2 separate regions of the Mus musculus genome follow, and region 2 is linked to region 1. The links are chromatin contacts, called in public capture Hi-C maps. All regions are on one chromosome and are shown on one strand. The core of a region is the stretch at or near the end of the contact, and the rest is flanking DNA. Distances in the headings are between cores, read along the strand shown. Region 1 overlaps Med13l (mediator complex subunit 13-like). Region 2 overlaps Med13l (mediator complex subunit 13-like).

Region 1 (3,179 bases), core at 272-2,771:
CAGGGAGAGCACAGAGGTCAGCTTCTGGGCCACAGGCTTGGGGTGTGTGGGGCCCACGTGGCCCACCCTGCGTCCCTGCACACCAGCATGGCCACCTCAGGGCCTCCAGGATCAGGAAGCCACTGAATGAAAACTGTTTCATGTTGGCTAGATGCCAAAATGAGAATATACTGATCATATTGAATTGTTCAGAATGTAATACTTTACTGACACTCGGCTTTCCAAGTTTCTCCATGTTATTCTGATGTGGTCACTGGAAAAAAATCAACAGGGATGGACAGGGCCTTGCTCTCTATGGCAGGTTAGCCTGATACTTTTGACCACAGCCTTAGTTGTCTGCCTGGGTGTGCATGGGTATCCTAGGTGTGCATGGTTGTACTTAACTTGCACAAGACCCTTGCTCTCTGTTCCATCAGAGACCCTGGGGGCCAAGTTGCTAGTGAGGCACCTGTCCATCGCCCATTTCCAAACCACAGTACATCAGAGAGCACCCAGAAAGGCTCAGCTCTCAAGGCACAGGATAGCTTCTGTCTGCTTGTTGTTTTGAAGATCCAGTCTTGGGTCTGGGGCAATATCTCAGCTAGTGACAGAAAGGCTGAGTGTGTGCCCCAGAACCCGTGTAAAGCAGTGAGCAACAGTGCACACTATAATCCAATAGCAGGAGGAGGGAAGGGGAGAGGAGGTGGACACAGGCCAATCTCAGGAGCACGGTGAGAGACAGGAAGAGACTGGCTGGCATCTGGCACGTGCATCCACATGCACACACATGCACATCCACACAGTGTCTCCGGAGCTCAGGCTGGACTCTGGGCTTGAACTCAGTAAGTAAGTAAGGATGACTTTCAACTCCTGGTTCTTTAGCCTTCTCTTTCAAGTTCTGGGATTACAGGCATGCACCATTAAATTTTATGCCCTGATGAAAACAGTGAAACAGAGTCCGTGCATCTGAGGTGCATTCCATAACAAAGAATTAGTGCTCTAGTCAATCGAACATACTTATCTGTGGCAGAGAAGGTCAAACTGAGTTTTCCATGCAGAGCCACTCCCAGGCTCTGCTCCCTAACCTTTGTTCTTCTGCCCAGGGCTGACACCTGCATCACCTCTTTGGAATAGGAAATGAAGTGTCCCTGCACCTCCTGTGTGGTGAACTGAGTGCACACACTGTGTGTCCCTGCACCGTGGGGAGAAGTGGACTCTGCTGCTCTGCACAAGCAGCAGTGTCTCTGAGCACCACCCTGTCCTGCACTCCTCAGGGGCAAGGAGGAAGGAGCGCCACTTTCCCACTCAGTCAGAGCTACCTTAGAACGTCAGATGTGGTCTTGGAGTCCAGAGGGTGTGGAGCCCGCTGAGAGGTCCTGGCAGGAAGGAGCTCATCGGTCTGCGCTACAGAGATGTGGTGATGCAGGGAAGCCTGGGGAAAGACCCGAGAACTTTGTTTCTTTCCAGGTGCAGAGCAGCACAGTGGAGAATGAGCGCGGCCCCAGCCCAGGCTCCGGCTCCTCAGTCATGCAGAGGCAGGCTGCTGTGTGCCTGAGTCCCAACTGCTGAGTCATCTCCTGGGACACACTACTGTCCTAGAGGTAAGCTCAACACTAGTTTCAGGGGCCTCTCTTTCTGGTCTAACCGACTTCATTTTGCTTCTTGAGAAAACAAGCTGACTGGTGTGTGTGCACTCAACAGCACACACGTGAGGTCAGAAGACAGCCTGGCGCACTGATCCCTGCCACCAGACGCACCCGGCCGGGGCTTGGGGGCTCTCTGACTGACTGGGCCATCTCACCAGCATACCTTGCTTCTAACACAACAGTCGAGCACATGAAACAGCAGTTCCTATGTAGTGCTGTATGCCCTGCCACCAAAGCTGGGACAGTGGCCACTATTTGTCACTTTCTTTTCAGTATTTTACCTTTGAAATATTTTAAAACAAACCAAATACTCTATCATTTCTCTTGTAAATTTAGGAAGTAATGCTTACAGATGAGAACCTTTAAGAACTGTATCGCGCGCGCACACTGAATGTGATTCCTTTGTATCAGCTAATGGGCTATATAGTCAAGTCTCTCTGATGTTCTCAAAACTTTCTCTTCCGTCCTCCAGCTATGGGCTAAGCTGCCGTGAGGGGTGTCGAGGCTCTGCAGTCTAGATGTGGCTCTTCATACTGTGGGGCTTCTCAACCCCTCTACCCTTCAGACCCCTCACAATCCCTACTGTCTGATCTGGAGATTTAATTGCAGGTGCACCTCCAGGGTGGGCAGGCAGAGGACCTCGAGGACAGGCAGGCAGGCGCATTCCACAAGGTGGGCACATAATCAGAGGACACAGAGGCGCTGACTGTCTGCTGTCCCAATACAGACAGAGACTAACCTCCACGAAGGAAACGGCCATTTCCTTCATGCTCAGCTGTCAGGTGAGCAAGGCGCTCCATCACAGCGTTCCGTGCCCGCCTGTGCCTGGTATCTCTGAGTAGAGTGACACACTACCGCCTGTTTGTCACCTCCTGTTTGGATACGACCCTAACAGTCCTGGGGACTCTCCCTGCTCTGCTGACTGACTAGGTGTCCCTCCTACACTGGAGTATTTCCCACAGGTTACTCCATGTCCCCTCCATGCCACACAAGAGTGGCTCACAGCTCTGCCCACTGAGACGACACCAGTGCTGCAGAGCTGGCTCAGCTGGCCCTTACTCACAGCACGGCATGCCGCTTCCCCTCATCTCTTGCTCCCGTCACTGGGCTGGCTTACTCTGTGGCAGGGTTGCTGTGCCCTTCAGCCTTGTTTCAGCTCACAAGTCATATGACCTCCCACCTCAGCCACCTTCACAGCCAGGCATGGGCATGATAAGTACCTACATCATTTCTCACATCTGCCAGCATCCAATGGCTGGAGGTGGGTATGCTGTGCCACAGGGGGAGCTCAGGGCTGTCATCACTCAGTTGACTCCCTTATAAGAGTCCTCTCCCCATGGCTCCCACCATGGTATACTCTCAAACCTCTCTCTCTTTCTGCCAAAAATGAGAAATGGATGCCCTCTGAGGCTCCTTTACACTCTGCACGTGTGGGCCTTGTTTTAAGGGCACAATCAATAAAAGCCATACAAGGAGGAAAACGCACAGATGTGAAAGGTTTGAATGGCCCTGGCTCTGCTCTATGGAGGACGGCTCCAGTATGCAGCCAGGTAG
Region 2 (3,179 bases), core at 312-2,811, 180 kb after region 1:
CATACACTGGAAACTACTGGCAGCTTTGCCATCAACGCCTCTATGACCAAGGGCTTCTGATGAGCTGAGGAAAACCAGGTCCAGACACAAAAACTAATACAAAGTTTAGAGGAAAAACCTAAGTGAGAAGAAAACATCTGGAGCATCCATCACTGATTCTCTCAGAAACTGCAGAGCTGGCTGAGTGGTTATGAGTGCTGGCTGCTCTTGCACAGGACCAGGGTTCAGTTCCCAGCACCAGCAGAGTAGAGTGCTCACATCCATCCCTACCTCCAGTTCCAGGGGATCTTGATACCCTCCCTCTTCTAAATTCTGCAGGCACCTGACAAGCACATATTGCATATACAGGCAAATGACTCTTACATATAAATAAATATAGGAAACCTTACAGAACATGTAACCATTTAAAACTGAAAGGGAACAGAAGGCTCAAAGAAAGTAGAATTAAAAGAAAACTCAGTGAAATACATGGAAGATGAAGTTCAGGGACTCAAACACACACAAGGCTGACAAAGTAAAAACTGGGCAGGTAGGGAAGGTGGGAATTAAATGGGAAGATGAACCAAGAAACTTAAAGCTAAGCACAGACTCCTAGAGCCGGGCTGCAGCCCCCTGGTTGCAGCACAGACCTGAAGCTGCAGCTCGCTGCAGAGCACTTGCCCAGTGTGCCTTAGGTAACACTATGGAATAAAAACTCTAAGAAAAAGAAAACAATGAAGAATTACCTAATGTAATAATTCATGGAAACTTCTCTCTAAAAAACCCTGTGAAACACTACATGGACAGACCTCTCTGGATACCTAAAAGAACTAATGAGATGGGCCCCACAAAAGGCCCCACTCCACTGTGGCACACTACAAGACAAGACCCTCCAGCCTCCATGAAAGAAGACATCACATGAGCAAGAGGGCAAAGTGCGGTGACTCCCAGAGTCTCATGTCAGATCTGGAGAGCCTCAGGCAAAGCAGACGGCAGCACAGAACTCCCGAATGCAGAGCAGGAGGAGCAAGCCCAACCACTCAACTCCTCGTGTGTGAGGAGCCTCCTTTCTCCAGGTCTGCATGCAGAGTGTGAGCCACGAGGGAGAGAGGCTAGGAGCCTGTGGGAAGCCAAGGAAGGCCCACACCCAATGACAACTACAGGCCAAGCTTGTACCAAGTGACTGTGGCGGGTCAGACGGACCCAGTAAAGACCCCTCAGGAAGCTGTTGCTGGTCATATGTCCACTCTGACTGAGGACCCCGAGGTTTCAGACAACAGGGCCAAGATGAGGGACACTCAGGTAAGACAACTTCTTATTGTGGGACATGACCTCACATAAGGGAGAGAAAAAATTATCAACAGTAAAGGGTTTCTAAACAAGCAGTCTTCAAAAAAATAATTTTAAATCAACATGGTATGAACCCAAGGTCTTTCAGGCACTCTGACCACATTGTATCTCAGGACTTGAGCACAGCCTTGGTTCTGAATGTAGTTTGGCAATATAACTCACACACCATCACACACACCCAACACTGCCTATACCACCTCCGCTCAGCTACTGCTGCGTGCACAAAGCTTCCTCTCATAGACACATGATGAGTGAAACAAATACTTTCAGTAACATCAGCATGCTTAAATCAGCTGTCTCTGGCTGGTAGTTTGTATAGGCATGGCCTCCATAGACACACAGGTTTAAATACTTTGGAGTGGCATCTTAGGATGTTTGGCATTGTGGGAAGAAGAAAGTCACTGGGGGTGAGCTCTGAGGTTTCAAATGCTCAAGCAAGCCAGGTCCACTGTCTCTATCTCTTCCTGCTGCCTGCCTGCCTGCCTGCCTGCCTGCTGAACCCAAAGTAAAACTCCTTCTCCAGCACCAAGTCTGCCTGGATGCTTCCCAGCATGACCTATAAGCCAGCCCCAATTACATGTCTTCCTTCCTAAGAGTTATCATAGTGGCTCTCCACAGTAGTAGAAATCCTAACTAAGACACTCCCTGTTTTACTCAATTACAGTGTTTGACTTTAAAACTTGCTGTTTGAGTCCTTGAGTTTCTTTTGTTTTGGTTGGTCTGATCTCTAACTATGTGTGTATGTTGGTGTGGGTATGAGCAAGTGAGTGCAGGTGCCCTCCTCAGTGACTGAGCAAGTCAGAGGCCCCGGACGCTGAGCTGGGGTGAGAGGTCAGTAGCTGCCTGATGGGTGCTGGGAATGGAACCCCAGCCCTCAGTGAGAGCAGCATTCACTGTTCACAGCTGCGCCATCTGTCCAGCCCCGCTAATGTCAGTTTCATAAAGAATGGCTCAATCAAATGCTGGCTTGGGATTAAGGATAGAATTCCCAACAATTTATGAAATGGTCCTAAATATACTTCTGCCATTCTGTACCACATATTTATGCAAAGTGGCATTCTCAGCATCGACAACTATAAAATAAAAATGTATCAGCTCTACCTCCTGCACTTCAAATGGTGCCAAGATTTAATTCTTTGTGTAAAAAAAGAAAAAAAATAAGTACACCCACCTCATTAGTATGGAAATTTGCTTTCATCTTCAATAAGTAGTAAAATTATAAGCATACCAAATAATTATTTTAAAGTAAATATATGGTATGGTTTGGTTTGGGGTTTTTTTCCTTAGGTGAGGGCATTGGTTTTGGTTTTTGGAGTTGTTTGGTTGGTTGGATTTTAGGATTTCTTAGTTATCAGTAAATATTTGGCTTATGTGTGCCAGGATCACATACAAGTTTTTCCAGCATAATATAATTGAGAGGAGAAAAAGTTTAAGAAAAAATATAGAGAAGCACTTTAAGAAGGAAAAAGGACCACACATACGTGGAAGGCAGAGGCAGGCAGTCTGGTCTACAGAGTGAATTTCAGGACAGCCGGAGCTACATAGCAAGGCCTTGTGTTTAAAGAAAAGAAGATGAAGAGGAGGAAGGGGGGTTAGGGTTAGGGGTAGAGGGAGAGAGGGAGAGAGAGGGAGAGAGAGGGAGAGAGAGGGAGAGAGGGAGAGGGAGAGGGAGGGAAAGAGGGAGGGAAAGAGGGAGGGAGGGAGGGAGGGAGGGAGGGAGGGAGGGAGGGAGGGAGCCAGAATCAACACATGGAAGGAGAGAACTGAATCCTACAAGTTGTTCTGACCTCTACAAATGCACACATGAAGGCACACACATGCACAAATGTGCACACACACAAATAAATTAA

Evidence for each region. Capture Hi-C pulls out chosen DNA fragments and counts their contacts.
Region 2: a contact with region 1 is called in a capture Hi-C map of embryonic stem cells, with 3 times the contacts expected there. The contact joins two enhancer-like sites. A contact is called at or near these places in 10 of 484 Hi-C or Micro-C datasets (B cells, the STO cell line, cortical neurons and 3 more), 2 of 115 datasets of contacts at active chromatin or transcription factors (astrocytes and embryonic stem cells) and 1 of 9 other capture datasets (embryonic stem cells).

Annotation. Positions count from the first base shown.
Region 1 is chr5:118,759,518-118,762,696 of GRCm38.p6, reverse strand. It overlaps Med13l (mediator complex subunit 13-like), which reads right to left. Exons shown (of 31, transcript NM_172424.4): 30 at 1,299-1,411. Among named protein-coding and RNA genes, the nearest start is that of Gm42015, 82 kb to the left of the region's middle. Within about 2 kb of position 1,521, at least 17 of the 459 cell types and tissues checked have an H3K27ac peak or open chromatin away from gene starts, as enhancers often do. A contact at or near this core is called in embryonic stem cells, where this site is marked.
Region 2 is chr5:118,584,558-118,587,736 of GRCm38.p6, reverse strand. The region is part of intron 1 of Med13l (mediator complex subunit 13-like); the gene reads right to left. Among named protein-coding and RNA genes, the nearest start is that of Med13l, 25 kb to the right of the region's middle. Within about 2 kb of position 1,561, at least 14 of the 459 cell types and tissues checked have an H3K27ac peak or open chromatin away from gene starts, as enhancers often do. A contact at or near this core is called in embryonic stem cells, where this site is marked.